Regions from separate parts of the Rattus norvegicus genome. Here region 2 is linked to region 1. Evidence: chromatin contacts called from public Hi-C data. All regions are on one chromosome and are shown on one strand. Each heading gives the region's core, a stretch centred on a gene start, on an enhancer-like site or on the middle of the called end of the contact. The rest is flanking DNA. Distances are from core to core; before and after follow the strand shown.

What was found. Hi-C and Micro-C count contacts between places; a contact is called where the count stands out from the background.
Region 2: a contact with region 1 is called in a Hi-C map of frontal cortex, with 2.1 times the contacts expected there. The contact joins two enhancer-like sites.

What each region holds. Positions count from the first base shown.
Region 1 is chr2:228,449,898-228,456,657 of GRCr8, forward strand. No RefSeq gene overlaps it. Among named protein-coding and RNA genes, the nearest start is that of Emcn, 110 kb to the right of the region's middle. Within about 2 kb of position 3,829, at least 15 of the 93 cell types and tissues checked have an H3K27ac peak or open chromatin away from gene starts, as enhancers often do.
Region 2 is chr2:228,625,900-228,632,659 of GRCr8, forward strand. It overlaps Emcn (endomucin), which reads left to right. Exons shown (of 12, transcript NM_001004228.1): 6 at 4,446-4,538; 7 at 4,775-4,828; 8 at 6,014-6,109. Among named protein-coding and RNA genes, the nearest start is that of Emcn, 65 kb to the left of the region's middle. Within about 2 kb of position 3,407, at least 32 of the 93 cell types and tissues checked have an H3K27ac peak or open chromatin away from gene starts, as enhancers often do.

The sequences.
Region 1 (6,760 bases), core at 2,579-5,078:
TTCCCCTACTGTCTCCCCTATCTGGTCCTTTCTGCCTGAGAGCTCAAACCAGACAGAGTGACCTCTGAGAACTTGTCCATCTGATGATTCCAATTATCCACAGCCCCTGCATCTGTCTGTCATTGACTGGTTTGGAACTTATAAATATTTTTCTTTTTTTTAAAGTGATATTCTTATTCTTTGCACAAGTCATTGGTCTCCTCCTCTTCATCATCATCCTCCTTCCTATCCTACTCATCCTGCCCCCCTGTCTCCAAGAAGATGTGACCACCCACACCCACCCACTGCCAGGCCTACCCACTCTTTGGGGCCTCAAGTTTCTCAAGGGTTTGTTGCACTTCTCCCACTGAGGCCAGACCAGGCAGTCCCCTGCTCTTTGTACATGTGTCAGGGGCCTCCGGACAGCTGGTGTATGCTGCCTGGTTGGTGGTTCAGTGTCTGTGAGATCTCAGGGATCCAGGTTAGTTGTGATAGCTGATCTTCCTATGGGATCACCCTCCTCCTCAGATTCTTCCAGCCTTTCCCTAATTCAACCACAGGGGTCCCTGACTTTAGTCCAATGGTTGGGTGTAAGTATCTGTGTCTGTCTCAGTCATCTGCTTGTTGGGCCTTTCAGAGGGCAGCCATGCTAGGCTTCTGTATAAAAGTACACCATGGCATCAATAATAGTGTCAGGCCTTAGAGCCTCCCCTTGAAATGAATCCCAAGCTAGGCCTGTAGCTGGACTTCCTTTCACTCAGTCTCTTCTCCATTCTGTCCTTGTAATTCTTTTAGACAAGAACAATTCTGGGTCAGAGATTTTGACTATGGGATGACAACCCCATCCCTACAATTGATGTCATGTCTTTCTACTGGAGGTGGATTCTACAAGTTCCCTCTCCCTACTGTAGGGCATTTCCTCTAAGGTCCCTCCCTTTGAGTCCTGAGAGTCTCTCACCTCTCAGGTTTCTGATACGTTCTAGAGGAATAAATATTTTTCACTAAGTAGATGAATCCATAAAAACAAAATGAAGAGTAACTGTGTATATAATTATTTAATATCTCCCTTACTCATCTCTAATTTTCAGGAAGATGGGTGCTGCATTTATTGTGTTTACTGTCATTCCACTCATGTCTAGTTAGTAGATCTGGCTCAAGTCAGGTATTATGATAGACTGAATAAAAAACTGAATGAATACCTCTTCGGGAAGTATTTTTAGAGCTAGTACAAGTAAATCCTTATATTGGGTCTTCCTAATTTTAGTGGATAATGGATGAACATAACCTTGGTTAACATTCGAATTTTTCGCCAGCTTTCCTACTCTGTGGTGATCCTTGTGTAACTATAAATACAAAAACCAAGTTAGGGAATTCAACTTTGCCAATCTTTCCTCTAAGAACTTAGCCTTGTTGCTGTTATACCTGATATAGCCTTTCTCCCCCATGATTCGTGATCTAGCTTCCTACCCATAGTAGTCAAAGTTCTCAACACTTAAAAACAGAAACTGACTCAGATTAACTTAAACAGAAGAAAAGGATATTTTAGGAGGTGTCAGGTTACAGAAGCTATGAGAAGATGGAGAAGGAAATTTGTACCATAGTCCGAAGACCTGAGGCCCAAGTAAAAACACTCTTGTGGGGATCCTGCTTGAGATACCACTGATAGAGGCATGGCCTGCATCATGTGCCAATCTCCTCCCAGGGTTCTCTTGAGTTCTCACTCCATCACAGTGGTCTGAGTGAATTCATGTGCCTTGCTATTTGAGAGTGATATGCCCAAGCTTTTGTTTGCCAAAACAAGGAAATACCCAGTTCTAGACAATAGAATAAGTAAGTGTCAAATCACCAGTGTTTCTGGACCCCTGAATGTTTGTGTTTCTCCAAAATTCATATACCAAAGCCTATATTTGTCAATGTGATTCAAAGATGAGGCCATGGGTTAAGTCACAAGAGTGAGAACTTTCCTGATGGGATTAGGACATTTCTAACACAGGCCTTGCCACTTTCATGTGAAAGTGTGACTGGAAAGGCACTATCGTGTCCGAACTGGAAAGATCACTCAGTGGGCTTCAGATCTACCAAGGCCCTGGTACTGACCTTCTCATCCTACAAATTTTTGTTGTTTGTTTATAAGAAACTTAATTTAATGTGTTGTGTTAATCCAGTCTACATGTACTAAGAAACCTAAAATTTATAATAGTTTAAAAGAAAGATTTTCTAGAATGCATCAAGTTTATAGCAGACATCTTAACTTGGCATGTCTTTTCTTTTCTTCTTCCCTTCATGGAAGCTGGAGTTTGGTCCTTTGGTTCATATAACACTTATCAAAGATCTGGTCCTGGTCTAAGGTATCAGGTAGAAGAAATCTGGATTACCCTAAAAAGATCAATGTTTCAACCTTCCATTCCATCCTTGAAGAAGTGAAGTCTATAGACAAACCAAGGGACCCAGAAAGGAAGAGCTGTCTACCTGCCTGAGGCCCTTCGGGCTCTCCTAATACTGCCAGAGAGCTGAAACCATCCTTAGTTTGATCACCAATCTTTACGTTGAGTGTTCTTTCATGACTTTTGAAAAGCCTTTTTTTCCCCAAAAGAATAGAACATAAAAACAACTAGCACAATTATTAATTATAATTTATATTTAAAGAGGGTAATTAAATTAAAAGGAAAAGGTCTTTCATTATCTGAATATTTTAAGCAAATGTCCTTTGATAGCACCTAGCTTTAATTTTTACTGTATGTCCATCTTTCTCAGGACTGTGAATTCCATAGCAACCCTGGCAGCCTGAACTATCCACAATCATTTACCAACATCAGGCACAGTGCCCGACACAAATAAGCTCAATCCTATGCAGCTAGATATTTGCATATATACCGTGTGTGTGTGTGTGTGTGTGTGTGTGTGTGTGTGTGTGTGTCTGTGTAAATTCCAGTTCAGATGACTGCATAATATACAATAAGTACTTAACAATATTAGTTGTAAGGTAGTAGGAATATGAATCTAACTACATAATAAAGCAACTGAGAAGAAACTTATCTCATTCTCTAAAGGCTGGAAGAAAGGTAACAGGCTCTTTGTGGGTGTGAACTTCTTCACAGGCCTTGCGTCAATGAGGCAAACACCATGTGCCATACTCTCTGTAGAATTAATCATTCCTCAAGAATCTCTTGGGCAGGTTCATCTCACAATGATCCTAGGACATGTTCCTCTTGGACCTGAATTATTAGTTTGATTGCATTTGATGGCTGAGGTAGACAGATGACTGTCACCTACTGTAAGAAATGAAGTAATAAGGAATAGATCTATTTGTATGGGTTTAGATGTGTGGGGGCAACCAGTACATTCAGGGAAGAGCTCCTTGTCATCTGTTCTGGAATTTTATATTTCCATCTTGTTTGCTGTTTATTTGCAGGAGAGAGTAATTCATTTTGTCCCCTCCCAAAGGTGAGAGAATTTTTTTTTTCACAAAACAACCTGCAAAATGTCTCCTCCCACCCCCTTTATTGAGAAAGAAACTGTTCTGGGTTGTTAGCCTACCTGGCTTTACAGTGTCTTTTACAGTATCTTTCTGAGCCTTTTTTCTTCTTTTTTTGTACACTGCAGACTCTTGGCTACTGGGTACTGTTGGAACCTTAAATTGCTCATGTGGGAGTTGAACAATTTCTACTTTAACCTTATGTTACTGTAGCATTTTGCATAATATATATAATTTTTAGTGAAAGCTTTTCATAAAACTGAACACTCTACAGGTATTCCGCCTACATGGACATCTAATTTCATACCCCTGATGGATTTCCCTACAATGTTGCTAGGAGACAGAGACACTGCCTAACAAAGGATGCTGAGTGTATCAACCATGCAGATATCTGCTCTCCTAAATCCATTTGCTTATAGCATATGGAGCTTAAAGTATGCTGCCTATGACAATGAAGGCAACAGCTTAGCATCCTGAAACAGAGGAATTGAGACCTGAAGCAGCATCTGTGTCTCACTTTTCTCCCGGTTTCATGAGCCCAGAGGTGGGACAGACCTGCTCTACTCCGTTTTAGAACCAAAGGTAAACAAAAAAGAAGGAAGATTCTAGATAAGACTCACAGATTTCTGGGGAGTATAGCTCACTTTCATCTTCAGAAATCTCAGTTGATTGGCCGTCTAATTGGTAAAGATCAAATCACTGATTTTGATATTTTAAAAACTATAGATGTTTTTGCTAGTGTGCCTTGTTTACTGTAAAATGAAACTAGAGAGGGTCAGCATGAGACAGTGTAGAATTTTGTCAATTGAATACAGACAATTGATAATCAACCCCCATGGCCATTGCTGTAGAATGTATTTGTACCTTCGCAGCCTGCAAACATGTAGGTTGAAGCTCATACATTAAATATGCTGGTGCCTAGAAATAAGGTCTTTGAGAGTGGAAACAATTCAGATTAAATCACAAAGACGGAGTCCTAATGTTGCTAGCAATGTATCTACCAGAAGAGTCTAAAGATATCTGTTTTCCCCACAACATACACTCCACATGCATGTGACGCCACAGCAAGAGTACACTGTCTAGAAGCAAGAATGGATCCTTACTGCACTATCACCAGATAGTTCTGGATTGTTTGTGTTTGCCAGCGTTTGAAACTAGGACACTCATATGGTTGTTCACTCACCCCCTGGTCTCTTATCCACTGGGACATCCGAAGCTAAGACAACTTAGTGTGATCCTTTGACACTGAAGGAGGCTTCACATGCTCCAGATACTTGATCTCCAAACAGTAGGTAACTCCTGGGATCTGTCCGTCAAAACATAACCCAACTCTTGTCCTCTATAGAAACTGCTGTTTTCAGGTTAAACCCTTCATTGCCTGTCTCCTTCCCCTTGTTCTTTCTTCTTGGCACTGTTTGGCAGTCCCCTCTTTCTGGAACATACTTCATTCCCAGTCTGTCCCTTTGTTATTGGACATTCCTTGTTCGCATGACTGAGGTTTATTAACAATTCACTCCTTGATGCTCTTAACCCCTCACTGCTTTCTACCCACCATTCCAAGTAGCTCTCACAATTTGAGCTTTTGGGTTTTTATCTCTCTCTATCCTTCTCATATTCCTCAACCCTGAGGTAATCACTTACTTCCAAGCTGAGCTACCTCTGGTGACTTCTACATCCAGGTACTCAGCATTTCTCCAGGCCTGTTTATACTTTCCTTAAGACATAGACTCTTGAAGGTTCTGTTGTCTGTTCAGCTTCCACTCAAATAAAATACACGAGCAGCCCAGGGATTTAGTTTTGGCAGTCATAAACACTTAAGGTTATGCATTTTTCACATAAAAATTGGGACCTTTTGAGCCTTCATTTTCTTGCTTATAAAATTAAATTTTTAGTTCCTGCCTTTTAGTATCATATGAAGAATTGAATATCTGCATATGAATATATAGAAAACACTACTCAGCTCTTAGTCTGAAACTATGCCACCATGACTATATAATTGTCAGAATAAATCATCTCCCCACCTTAGTTTTAAGATAACACTGCTTTAATTTTTCTTAAGTAATTAGACAATATTTTAGAATCCCTTTTTTTCTGCTCTACCAATATGTCAAATTGGAAGTCAAATCTCCTTCCTTATAAGATTTGTTAGGGGCTGGGGATTTAGCTCAGTGGTAGAGCGCTTACCTAGGAAGCGCAAGGCCCTGGGTTCGGTCCCCAGCTCCGAAAAAAAAGAACCAAAAAAAAAAAAAGCATAAAAGATTTGTTGGATCCTCAGCCAGGCTCTCATTTCAGCATCCTGGCCGGGGATTGAACTCACCTAACTAAGCTGCTTCTCTGCTCCTGGTGACTGACTCTGAGCGCTCGCCCTGGTTAGTTCATTCGGTGTGTGCTTGTGTGAAGTGACTGCTCCTGGAAAAGAATCCTGTTACTCCTGGGCAGAGTGAGAACCAGGTGTCTCCTCTCACTGCAGCCTCCGTCCCTTCCCTTCCAGCCAGTTCACTGTGTTAACCAGGGTCATTCTTCCCTTAATGCTATAAGCTCTAAGGTCTCTGCCATTCTGTTCTGTTCTTTGCACTGTCTCCCCTAACTCACTTCCTGGTCCATTTAGAAATTTCTACAGCTTTCTACATCTACTTGTCCCTGACATTTATTTTTCACCCAAAAATTGATTGAGTCCTGGTTGTTTTAAGTATGATCTCATTCTAGCTGTCTTGAATACAGGACATTTTCTTTTTGGTGTCTGTCTGCCATATAGGGAGACAGGCTTCTAAATACACTCTATTCAGATTTGTCAGAGTCTCACCCATATCTCTCCCTATACCTCCTGCTATTCCCTTTTCTCATTTCTATAATCACATCATATATACACAGATTTTATATATGTAAATCTATGTAGAATCTTGGATTCAAAAATGAGTGAAAAGATGATGTTTTTCTTTTCTTGCTTTTTTGTTGTTTTGGGTTGTTTGTTTGATTGATTGATTACATAATAATCTGATCCATGTACTCAATGCTTTCTTTCTTTTCCTCTCTGAGATTATACATAGAATTTGTATTTCCACCATTGCCCATCTCCACTCTGCTTAGTTCCCTAGAGGAAACAGAAAGCTGTTAGATTTAAATCTCATTAAATTATCATATTTCATTAATTTTAATCTACAACGCATCTGACTTCACAAGGCTTAACCCCAACTTCATGCCCTAATTGCTAAAATAGCAAATTAACTCTTATACTGCTAGGAAAATGACAGTTTTACTTCAGAAACCAGGAATACATTACTTGCCTCTTATGATATTACGCATGTT
Region 2 (6,760 bases), core at 2,157-4,656, 180 kb after region 1:
AGTTAGACTCTTAGCAATGTGATTGGAATGTGGACATTAAACTTGGTAGGAAAGCAGAAGTAATAACTAAAGAAGACCATCCCTCAGACCATTAGATAGGAGAAACCACGCTGTACTCACCTCCAGGAAGCTCTAAAAAGTGAGGAATGCAGCACTCTGTGCAGAGTATTCTCCACTGATCTCCCTATCTTATAGTGGCAGAATCCTGACATTTCTACTCAGTGAGGATCCACTCATGCTAGCAATACGCCTACGGTAAGCTATCTAGAGTTGGTAGCTTATGGCTTTATATCATCAAAATAAGTAATTGGCTCTAAACTTGCATTGAAATACCTGCTCTCCAGTCTACTTACTGTGTGGTCTTGAGAGGATACTTAACCTCTCTGGGCTTCGGTTTTCATTTTGTAAAAATGTAAGATTTATGAACAAACAGAATAGTCTTTAGAATCTGTTTATCCTGGGACAGAATAGAAGGGATATAAAAGTGGTTTTAGAGTATATTTAACTTACTTTACCTCTCTCTTACTGTCAGACTTGTTAACTTATCTCCCTGAACCACAGAATCTCGCATTCTTAAAACACAAGATTAAATATACTTCCTTAGGGATAAAATTACCTGGTACATATACAATAATAGTATCATGCTTCATTTTTTCTTGCATCTCATGCACAAATTCCTGGCACTTAATAACTATTTAAACTGATTAAGGAAGAGGAAACCCTCCCTTAATATTAATTTCTATAGAGTTATCCAAAGTGAATAGATCTCAATTCATAATAATGTCCAGGTAAGCATATGTTACTATCTCAGGTTAGTCACATTGATATCCCAAAGTAAAGTGAATGACTTTGGGGTAAAACTTTCCCATTCCTGTATAAATTGTCCCAGTTTACAAAGGTAAGCTCTGAGGAGAATAGAAATCTATCTAAACCAAGTAAAGGCAGAAAAACTCCCCTCTGATGTTCTACTGGTAACATAGACATCTCCAGAAAATGCACAAAAGAGCTGTGAAAAAGCAAAGCATCATCTGACAAGAATCTACATTCTTAAAGCTGGAAGAAAGTTCTAGGATTCCTACCATTGTACTCTCCTCTGTCAACAGAGCTACACCAATTGCAAGCATAGTACATAGTAGCCCTCATCTGAACTATGTTGTTCTGGCTGCTTTTCTAATCCACCATTTCGTTTCTGATAAGGAGAGCCCAGCATAGACTTCATTCCTTCCTTGGGTGTCAGGATGTTCAACATCAGGATGCCAGTGTCAGCATCAGCACCTGTACTTGTTATCTAATACCAAGTGGAAAACACCAAAACATACAGGCAACATTAAATGGACTCAATGGGCTGTATTTATATATTTATGCGCTTGTATAAAAATAATAATAAATACATGAATGTAGTGGGGGGCTGGAGAAGCCACTAGCAGAAAGGTAAGTTGGGGGAAGGCAGAAGAGGAGAGCTGGGCAAAAGCCTCCTTGATTGGCATTCATGCTTAGGAAGTTATTAAAGGGTCATCAGGGAATCCTCCAGCCCAAAAGAATCTTGGAAGGTATCTAAGGCTCTCGGTATTGTCACCTTGGCCAGACTTTCATCCAGCCTGGGGAATCACAGCCACCTACATTTCTATAACTTCAGGCCTTTGAATACAATTCTCAGGTCAAACTCAGATTTCTTCAGCTATCATTGAAGTCTTCTATTAGTGAAGGTTCAAACGACTTATGAAGTTTACAGGAAAAACGTGTACATCGTGCTGCATGCCTTTGATCCCAGCACTCTAGAGGAAGGGGCAGTTTTGAGCCATCTCCTTTACTTAACGAGTCCAGGATAGCCAGAGATGTATAATGAAACCTTGTCCTCAAAACCAGAACGTGGCCTCTCTCAGCACGTATGGGAAAAACACGAACACATTTCAGTGCAAGAGATTTGGCTCTAAGAGAACTTGCTTCACATAGTTTGATGTGAATTTTGACCTGAAGTCATTTAAGTTGTGATGGAGTGCCTCTGTAGATCACTAACCAACAGAATCACGAAACTCAGGACCCAGTGCAAACACGTGATCTAAGAAGGGCATGAGTTCTAATTTCTCCCACTCCTGACTTCTCCAGGCATTTTTTTTTAAAGGCACCTGAAACAGAGATGTTTGAAAAGTCAATTTCACATGGCTATACTCTGAATTTTTTTAGGAAATCAGACAAACTGCCTTTGGTTGAAAAGTTTACCTTCCTAAAAGACATAATCATACATTATAACAATATCATATAGCCTATATTACATAATGTTATATAATTTAAAATAACTATGCTAGGATCATTTATTCTCCTAGTCGATTTAATCTTTATGGCAACAATATAATGTTAAACTATTCTAGCCCCATTTACATGTAAGAAAATCAGACAAAAGGAGGTTAAATCGCTTGTCAAGTCTCCACAGGAAGTAAGCTTTGCAGTTAGAGTTTGACTCTGGCTTTCAGAACCATGTTCTTACCTACCGCATTAGTCTTCATCTGGACCTTCCCTGACCATGGTATTTTGGTAGAAATTTGCAGTGGCACATTTTTCACACAATAAATGAAGCTCAAGATCATCAGATCACACTATGAATCCCTCTGTTATAGTCACAGATGTGTGTGTGTGTGTGTGTGTGTGTGTGTGTGTGTGTGTGTGTGTGTGTGTGGTGTTGAATTCAGAAAAGATATTATTTTGGTTTTTTTAAAGATTTATTTATTGTATATAAGTGCACTGTAGCTGTCTTCAGACACACCAGAACAGGGCATCAGAACCCATTACAGATGGTTGTGAGCCAATATGTGGTTGCTGGGATTTGAACTCAGGACCTCTGGAAGAGCAGTCAGAGCTCCTAATCACTGAGCCATCATTCCAGTCAGAAAAGATTTCTTAAGAATTCCAGTTACAGGAAAAACAAAAATAGAAACTTGGAAGTTTCTACTTCACCCGCCCTGACCATTCACTTAAGAATGTTATCAAAGCAATCTTTTGACTCACAGTGGTAACCACTGACCCTGGACAATCAAATCAGCTTTTCTACAGAAAGCTTGGGGTGGCGTAGCTTGAATCAGAAAGAGTCCTCAGTCCACCCTTGGCCTGAAAATAAGGAGGTAATGAGGGAGTATAGGGAGTCTTGAAAACTAGCTGTTCTAAATTGAACAAGCACTGGTTATTCAGCAAGCCATCTTGTCCTGTACCTAAACACCCAAAAGACTATTCACCCCCACACAGCCCTTGACACAGGAAAACAAAACTAACAGTACAGAGCTCTCGGCTAGCTCCTGCACTTTTGCTTAATATTTTTTTTCCTTTTTTCGTTTTCCCCCCTGCTTTGTGCACTAGCCTGACATTTCTCTTTGTTCCTATGGGCATGTATCCAGCTCCTTCCCACATATCTCTTGCCTGGCAAGCAGAGTGTCGACTCCCAACATGATTCTGCCCCCACAGAGCATGCAGCGTGTGCTATGCTGTGGGTGGCAGAGGAGAAAGGAGCCATGGCGCAGCCCTAGAAATATTAATCTCTCTGGTGCCATTATGCAGGGTCTCAACACCTCTACGGGATCCTCAGCAAAATGGATTTGTCGGTGCAGGGAAGCAGTCAGTCTTGTTTAGTGCCCACTGGCTAAGGCAGGAATTGGTGGGAGGGATGTTGAGGCCTTTTGCACTCTGGGAGCTTTGTGGAAGGATGAGCCAGCAGCCATGATACAAAGACAGTGAAATGCAGTGCTTTATGTCACATATATTAATCTATGTTGTCTTATATTTAAAATTTTAATAATTTTTATTATTAATAATAATCTGCTTAGTCCTCTGATTAAATAAGGAAAGAACATTTTCCTTAAAGGAAGAAAAGATCATGATCAATGATACAATCTACCAGTCATTATTCAATGGAAGATGCTCATACAGTTGTAGCAACTTATGGAGGGAAATCAAGGAGTCTCTACCATTTCTCCTGGACTTCTTATCAAAGGCTACGTAGTGATCTTTTATCTTCGACCATTGGAAAATAACATAAAATCAGAAGCTTTCTACATTTATATCTATGTTAAGCATGTGTGATAGACAAAATAGCATTTACCAAGGTCAAAAATATCTGACGTGTGGTTAGTGTTTATCGTAGATTGACATCTCACAAGAACCTCATGCTTTTGGTTCTGTGAAATGGGGACCAGAATATGAGACTTGCTCACATTTTCTTAGGCAGTTCTCCGGATGACGTAATGTCGATATCCAGTTCACGTGGTGCCAAAGTCTGCTATCTTTCCAGAAGAAATACGTGATGTCAAGTTCAGCATTACCATTTCATGCATCTCTCTTATACAGAAATAAAGTGTTTTCCCAGATCTTTCAAAATGCAGACTGTTTAAATCTTCAAAGAAACCCAATACTGAAGTCTCGGTGCCTAAACTGAGCCTGGGTTTGTGATTTTCCTACAGGTACCAATCAACTGCCAGATGACCAAAAACCAAAGACGACCGAGACGCCCTCTGCATCGCTAACAACTGCAAAAACCATCTCACAGATTCAGGGTATGATTTTTGTGTATCTAGATGGAAACTTCTTCTACTTCACTCTTCTTTATGGAATAAATACTATCCATCTTCATTTTTGAGACACACTCTTGCAGGGTGAGAGAAAATTTTGCATTTGCGACATCATAACGATAAATCATGAATATATCCTTAAATGGGAGCAGAGGGAGGGTTATGTGGATTATCATATTTATCAAAGGTGACTTTAGCTATGTTCTTTCTCAAAATAACAGATACTGAGGATGGGAAGATCACAGCCACTACATCAACCACCCCCTCCTATTCCAGTGAGTAGCATATGTATTTCCATTCCTGGAAACAGACACACAGAATATGTGAGTGAGAACAATGAAGGAATGGGGCTGTGGATAGCCTGTTCCCAACTTTACTCAACATGTGACTCCATTGTCATCCTCACTACAGCCTGCTTAAAAATTCCTCATAAGCCTGATCTTAGTTACCACACTGTGGCCATTTTCTTTTTTTTTTTTTAAATTTCTCTTTCTGTTTCTTTTCCACTTTTGTCCTGTGGTAAGCAATCACCAGAAGAGGCAACTAAAAGCTTAATGGGAGTGTATTCAACTAAGGCAAAATCTCCACGCTAATAACTTTTATGCAAATCATCATGCCGTACGCCTTCCTTTGTCAATTAAATATTCCTACAGCAACCAATAATAAAAACAATGCTTTTTTTAACCTTGATGAAATTTTATCATATCGGTTGCAGTTAATTTCGTTTTAACATAAACATGTCTAAGAATATAACACCTCACAGATGTGCTAAGTCTGAGTAAAGAATACTCAAGATACTCAATAGTTATAGTAAGTAACAGTAAGGTGAACGTGTGGGAAGCTGGAGGTACAAATGAGTATCTTTGGTGTCGGTAAAAAGCATTTCATTAATTAAGGAATCACAAAAAGAACTGACCCACTGATAAATGCCACTTTCTTTCTGAAGAGCTAATAATGTCACACCTATTTCAAGCTATGTTTTAGACTTTCTAAAAAGCTATTTCATCCATCTGTTTATGCTCCTTTGCACATTTTCTATCTTCAAGGCAACACGATGAAAAGATATTTGCAAGTCTCAGCCTTTGAATTAGAACCACCCAGTAAGCTGTATTTTTTCAAGTAACTTTATTACAATAAAATACAAAAATATATATAGATATAATAAAGAGAACTGTTTCCTCTAGTCTTTCTCCTTACTCCCCCAGCCACCCGGAAGATGGGAAGCCATCTCTCTGAGGTTTGGTAGTCTGTTGAAGAAAGGCTACAAGGGTGACATCAAGTGGATATGTCAGAAATGACAAGCAGAGCAAACCCATAAATCATATTAATTATTGCCTGAAATATACTAGTGGTTTGATAAAATGTTGTTTAAAGAAGAAAGCACACATGTTCTGTCCGGTGTGGTCTATCTGTATGGAATCAGCACCACTGGAGCTGACGATGTTCCCAATACTTTTCAGGTGTTATTTTGCCCGTGGTTATCGCGCTGATTGTTATAACAGTCTTGGTGTTTACTCTGGTGGGCTTGTATCGAATATGCTGGAAAAGAGACCCAGGTAAGCACTGGCCTTTTTGTTTCATTTCATTTTGTTTTCCCAAAGGGAGGATGAACGGTTGCTTAGGGAAACCTTGAACTTCATCTGTCAGAAGGAGAAGAGTTATAGCAACGACAGATATCATGCCACGCAATCGCAAAGGACAGGGGGAGCAGGTGGCGAAATTCTCCCCGTGCTGCTGGACGGAACAATGATTAAGATTTGTTGGTAGAGCAAATATAGACAAGCAATTCATACTGATGAAACAGCTTCAATTGTGAAGATAGTCATAGGTGTGTGTGTGTGTGTGTGTGTGTGTGTGTGTGTGTGTGTGTGTATGTATGCTCCAAAGACCGTGTGCAATAACATGCATAGTCAGAGTGAGCAAAGGTATGTGGAAATTTAGTTTAGAAGCCCATAATCTCTGGGACCCCCTTTCTCTCCTTAAGAGGCTCAATGTCTTTCCAACATAGGTACTTTCCATGATAGTATTATGCAGTTTATCCTTCCTTTAAATAAACTTTCCATTTTAGAGTAGATTAAATTACTATTTTAAAGTAGGTAAGTTATAAAGTTAAGACATTTCCTCATATTCCTTATCTAGAGTTCATCATTATCATCATCATCAACATCATCTACAAAAATAACCACAGTCATCTGTCCTCATAATCA